Linked DNA regions of Sus scrofa: region 2 is linked to region 1. Evidence: chromatin contacts called from public HiChIP or PLAC-seq data. All regions are on one chromosome and are shown on one strand. The core of a region is the stretch at or near the end of the contact, and the rest is flanking DNA. Distances in the headings are between cores, read along the strand shown. Region 1 holds the start of MAP3K1 (mitogen-activated protein kinase kinase kinase 1). Region 2 holds the start of GPBP1 (vasculin).

Region 1 (3,060 bases), core at 392-2,891:
GTCAGGCCAGGAGCCCTTGGTCTGAATTACCTTACACATACCATAATCCATAAACGGCACAGGTACAGGACTATCAGAGCAGGAGCCCACCGCACTGCGTCCACTGGAATCCGGCAGCCGGCGGGCGACCTGCGCAGCTGCACGGAGCAGGAAGCACCGCACCCGCGCCGTGGTCTCCAACCACGCCGGAGAGGCTGCGGGGAGCAGTCACCACCGCTTTGAAACTGAATGGCTGACACATCCGGTTCTGGCTCTTACACCCCTCCGCCAAATGCAAACTTCAAAGGCCGAATTCAAACTCCAAACAGAAGTCACTTAAGTCTTAGCAGTGCAGTCCGCATTCCCAAAGACACTAAGGAGCCCCTTGGGGGACTAAATTTGAAAACTTCACGTCCTAAAAGACCGCAAGCCCCCGCGAGTTTGCAGCCGGTAGGTCTGCACCGCTTTGACAGGCGTTACAGAGCCGTCCACCACGGAGTCTCTGCGGCCGCGCTCCGGGCGCGCCGCCTTCGTCCCCGCCCGGTCCCGGTACCTGAGCAGGGGCTCCGCCTGTCACGGCTGCGGTGACGCCCGCCGCTTTCTCCGCCGCCCTCTGCCCCCCCTTCCCGGCCTCAGGCAAGGCTCCCCATCTACGCCGCCCCTTTTTTGACCACCACCCGCCCTTGGGCTCGGGCCTCACCCGCAGCGCTCCCCCCGCCCCGTGGACTCCGGTCCCGGGTCGCCGCCGCCGTACTGCTGCCCGCCGGGAGGACAGCGCCAGGGTCCCGCGCCGGGGCTCCTCTGAGAGTCCCTATTCCGGGAGCCCCACAAAGCCATCCTGGGCCCCCCGCACCTTATCTCAAGCGGTCCCCGCAGCAGGGCTCGCACGACTGTCACATGTCTGCAAACAATAACAAACTCTCCGGCAGGTCCCCGCCCCGGGCCCCCAACCGGTCCCCCAGGCCAGGTCTGAGACGCCACCCGATGCTGTAGGGGTCAAAGTGGGTGCCCGAGGGCTCGGGTCCCGGCGAGCGGCGCGCAGCCGAGCTGCTCGGAGCCCCGCGGCGCCGTTCGCGGTGCCCAGGGTTCATTCATTGCCCTCGACCGACCGCCTCCCTAGTCCCCGCCACGCTCCCGGCCCCGCAGCTCACCCGACAGGGGCCGCAGTAGAAGGTGGCTCTGCGGCGGGCATCCGCTTCTCCCCGGGCTCGGCCCCCGCGGTGCTCGGGGCGCCGCTGTCTGGGGCGGCCGCCGGCTCTGCAGGATGGGCGCCGCCTCGGCTCCCGGCTCCGTGGGGCGGTGGTACCGCCACAGGCTGGAAACTACTCCCACTCGCAGGAGCGTCCGCCGGCTCTGGCGACGGGGAAGTGGAGGAGGACGGCGGAGAGGCGGCGAGGAAAAGCGGCGGCTCCGGCAGCTGGTCCAGCTCCACACTCCGCACTTTGCGCAGTTGCCGCCGCCTCCAGTCTGCCCGCTCGCGGCCCCCGCTGCCCGCCTCCCGCAGCAGCCCCGCGGCTGCCGCGGGCGCGCTGCCGGCCTTGAGGGCCCCTCCGCCGCCGCCCGCTTCGGGGCTCGCCGCCCCGGCGCCCGGGAATCCCGAGGACGAGGCGCGATTCCCCGCCGCCGCCGCCATTTTCTCTCGCGGGCTACATTCGCTCGGCCCCTGCGAGGGAGGGAGGGGGCGGGGAGAGTGCAGGGGGCGGGCGGACCGGTTGGCGCTGCGCCTCCAGCGTAGGGCAGCCTGCGCCAACTGCGTGAGCACGGCCCTTCGGGCGCCTGGCCTGCACCCACAGGCGGGCGCGCGGGGTTTGGCGCGGCGGGTGGGACGACGGGGTGCAGGTGGAGGGCGCTGACTGTGCGCTCCGCGCGCGGGCTAGCGAGGTGGGCTTGGAGGTGGCTGCGTCGGGGGCGCGCTGTGGTTTGCGCGCCTCACCCGCTGCGCCTCCAGGTAGTCCCGGGCTGCACCGGAGAGAGGAGGAGCCTCGGCGGCGGAACGCCGTTTCCTCTCTGCAGCAGTCTCGGCCCGTGCTCGCCCATCGAATGTTGCAGTTCGAACTTCGTTGTGTGGTGCGTTGCAGGGGAAGCATGCAGGAGGCTTTGCAATCTGTCATTCGCACTGTCCGTTACAGTGGGAGTTGGAGAACTCCGGCGCGTACCAACCCCACCCCCGCCCCCCTTCGCGCAGGTGGCACCCAGGGCAGTCGGCCACTGCAAAGTGAAAGAAAGCCAACGTTCAGTAGACGTGGTGCCGCGGACCAGAAAAATCTTTTTTTTTTTTTTAAGCTTTCCTCATGTTTTGCCTCCCTCCCCCCAACTCGTGCTAAGAATAAAACAAAAGTTTCCTGGAATAGCTTGTTCATAACCTGAAATCACCGATTTAGTAAACCCTTCTTATGCCCTACCCCTGCCCGGGGCTAGAGAGAGGCAGAGAGCGGCGAGAGGGAGCAAGGGGAATCTCTATAGATCTTGATTTTCCTCGACTGTCTTTGGGAAAGGCAGCGATACATATACATTGGACCACTTAAAACACGTTTGGGGAAGGAACCAGGAAGTGCTCGATAATTGTCCTCCGCCAGGTTCTGGCCCTCCCCGAATCCTATGCCTCTAGCTGCACGTCTCTCTTCCCGGCAGGGTCTGGCCACCGTCCGGGTTCCCTCCGCCCCCACCCCTGCAGTGCCGGAGCTGCCTAACTTGGCGTTCCGAACCCTTCCAGTCCCCCGGGGCGTCTGGAGATAAGGTGCTTTGGAATGGAAAAGGCACCATTTACATGTTAATGATTTTCGAGCTTCGGGCTTCTGCGTCGCGTTTTTTCCTCCAGCAGGTTTGTCTATGATGGGAAAAGTGCCACAACCCGGGGACCCGAGTCCCTAGATTTATTTTGTGAAGGTGGAATTAAGGGAGGCGGGGAAAGAGAGGGACGTTCTTCAGGAACCGAAAGGAGAGCGCTGTCTTGTCTGTATTTATGTATTTAGGCAGAAGTCTAAACTGTCTACAAAATCATTGCTTTGACTTCTTGGAAATAGATAAAGTAAGAGCCCCCTTCCTGGGTGTAAGTGTTAACTGAGGAGGATGGTGATATTC
Region 2 (3,060 bases), core at 225-2,724, 340 kb before region 1:
GTACGAAAAGGACTTCAGAATATGGGGGGGCGGGGAGGTGGGAAACGATATTATGGAGGGTAAGAGCTGATTTCAACCCGGAAGGGAATGCGGATACAATATAGGGAGATTATATAAGCGAATCTTCTTATACTTGAGTAAATATTATAAACTGAAACGGGCACACAATCTTATAAAAGACTCTCTGTATTTCTATTAAATCTACCAAAGGAAAACGAATAGAAAGGTGCAAAGCTACCGAGCATTAAGAAATGCAACTTAGCAAATGAGGGATATAAAGAGAAAGACGCTCCCTCCAAATCAGAATGTCTAAAAGAGGAGGCACATTTTCCCCACTCTAAGTAGAAAGGTAAGTGGCTGAGAAGTGGGGAAAGAACATTCCTTAAATTCGCCCGGGGGAGAGACTTACCCAGGCTTCTAAGGGCAGCAGCGAGATCTGAGGGTTCCCATTCCCTTGAATTAAGAAAACAGGTTTCTCCCAACACTGAAGAGGTGAAGGTACCGAGCCCTTCTCGTAAGCCACATTGAGAGGTTCTCCCCACGAACAGACTAGGTCCCCTCAGACCCCACAGGACTCCGAGGGGCAAGGGAGCGCTCGACTCGGTCCACAGCTAGTGCCACGGACCCGGAGAGGCGGGCAGAGCGGGCGCGCCGAGAAAACACCGAAGGCCACAACTCGGCCTCGACTCCCTCAGCCCTCCGAGAGCGGCAGCGGTGCAAAAGCAGGCGGGCGCATGCGAGAGGCCGGAGGAAGACCGAGCGAGGAAGGCGTCGGACCGGTTCCCAGCCTCCGCCAAACAACACCCCCCCCCCTTGAGCAGCCAAGGCTAAGCCACCCACCCCCTCCCCACAACCGCCACCTCCGCTCCACCCGGGCCGAGTCAATACCTAGAGGGGCCTCCCAGCACCGTCCTTCCCTCTCTCTCCTTGCTCTCCCGCCACCCCCCGCCCCCGCCCGTGGGCAGCCTCACACCTCGCGCCGCCAACGCCGCTCCCGACCCCTCAAACCTCAACGCCGACACAGACACCCCCTCCTCCCCAGACCCCGGCGCGGACCACAGAAGACGGTGTTACCTTCTGCCACACCAGAGGTGCCCCTGGCCTGGGGGTGCCGCTGCGCTCGATCCCGGGAGGAGGTTTTCGGTACTTTGAATAATCCCCTTTTGCCGCTTTTCCCTCCCCCACAACCAGTCTCAGTCCCAAAATGGCGCCGACCCGATCCGCAATGTTCTGGGCCAAGTCTCGCGAGATCGTGGAAGGTGGCGAGGCGGGGAAGGAACCGGAGGGGCTGAGGAGAAGGGAGGGGAAAGGCGGGGCGAGGAGAAGGAGGAGGGAAATAGGGTATGGAAGAAGCGGTGCTAACGAACCTACTGGGCGGGGCAGCAGGAGGAGCGCCTCTACCAGAGAACCTTCTGGCCCAAGCAACCGCTCACGCCCCGGCCAAAGAAGCTCCGCCCTCTACGTCGAGCGGCTGAGGGAGGGTGCAGAGGGCGTGGTTATGGCTAGGGGCGGGGCTTCACGGAGGTCCCGGAGGCAGGGGCGCGCGGGGGGCGGTGGCTCCGCACGGTGACGTCAGGAGCAGCTGGAGTCGGGGATTACCCCCTGCTGCTGACGTGAAGACTATGAACAATCGGGAACGTTCGGTGGAAGGGGGAATTCCCCGTTGCTCCCAAAGGAGCCCCTCCTTCCGCCCTTCCCCCGGTCCTGGGCGTCCCGGGAGCTTAAGACCTTGGGCCGCCGGGAAGGCGAAAGGGAAAGGCTGCTTCGGGAGGCGGCTGCACGGGCTCGAGTAGAGCGCGCCGCGGCGTTCTTCCGGGCTCCACGCTCGGAGGAGCGGCTGAGCGAGACGCGTCGGGTACCGAGCTGGGGCCTGGCGGATGGGGAGATCACATGCTCGCTTGTACACAGCCCTGCGCAGGCGGGCACCGGCTGGGTTGGCGCTGGTCTGTTCCGGCGCCCTCAAGCAGCCGATCCACTATCGAATGCAAATACGAGAGTGTGTCGGACATAATATATATGCGGGAGGTCGGTGACGAGACTCTCTCGTTGGGGCTAAGCCCAGATTCTCAAAGGATTAAAAATGGCTACGGGATGTAATCATGCTAACGTATGTTTTTCTATTAAATCTGCAATAGGGGAGAATTATTTTAGCAAGGTCTCGGTCCCATACAGCTTACACGATTTTGTGCTATGAAGTTTGTGGGCGTCAACGTTTTATGATTGCGATACCTTTTCGCCTTGTAACTGAAAGCTCATTTTGAAACCTGTGAAATTAGCCTTCCAAGAGGAAGTTTAGGAGTATGTGGGGGGAGGGTGTCTTGAGGGAAAATCCAGAAAATAAAAAATGCTTGGCTCTTCGCCCTCTTCCAAACCACAAAGGCTTCATACACGGAAACTTTATGATTCTTTTATATTCATTATGGGGTTTGTAGTTCAATGGACTGCCTCTAAAAGCTCCCTGAAAGAATGTGTGAATACAAACTCACCAAAAATTACACTTCTCAATCTTTTCGTCTTTGCGAAGGACATGGACCCTTGGCAATCAATAATATCTCGCTGTGTGCAAAGAAATGAGAACACTTGCTGGATGCCTTGTCTGTGCCAAGCACTTTCTTATATCAGTCTCTGAAGTGAGTGTTATTTTCCCCATTTTGCAGATGAGGAATCTGGTTCAGGTTACACAACATAGAAGTGGGAGCCACAACTAGGCTGTGCCAGACTTGAACTTCAGTCCGTTTGGGTCTTAATTTACGTTCTTTCCACCGTTCCACATTGCTTCCGTTGAAGTGACATGTATTGGGACAAGACCTGCTTCTGCTCCTGTTTCTAAGCATGATGTCAATTCAAAAAACTAAAGAAAATACTGATCACTTGAAAACAAATTTTTGCCTTCCTTATGGCAAAAGACAAAGTTGAAAATCAAATAGTGATATAGGGAAGCAATTGTAACATATATGACAGAAAAGTTAATATTTAATTATCTATCTCTGGCTGCTCTCAATATCTAACAATGTTTAATTTACATGATAAATATAACAAGAGGTCTTACAAATCTTTAAG

The links. HiChIP or PLAC-seq counts read pairs in DNA pulled down with a chosen protein or histone mark.
Region 2: a contact with region 1 is called in an H3K27ac HiChIP or PLAC-seq map of alveolar macrophages. The contact joins the promoter of GPBP1 here to the promoter of MAP3K1 in region 1. A contact is called at or near these places in 1 of 5 promoter capture datasets (liver), 3 of 47 Hi-C or Micro-C datasets (heart right ventricle, liver and skeletal muscle) and 1 of 2 datasets of contacts at active chromatin or transcription factors (alveolar macrophages).

The regions. Positions count from the first base shown.
Region 1 is chr16:35,870,882-35,873,941 of Sscrofa11.1, reverse strand. MAP3K1 (mitogen-activated protein kinase kinase kinase 1) reads right to left here and starts at 1,641. Exons shown (of 20, transcript XM_003133973.5): 1 at 1,131-1,641. The coding sequence starts at 1,612.
Region 2 is chr16:36,215,649-36,218,708 of Sscrofa11.1, reverse strand. It overlaps GPBP1 (vasculin), which reads right to left and starts at 1,474. Exons shown (of 13, transcript XM_005672465.3): 1 at 1,075-1,474.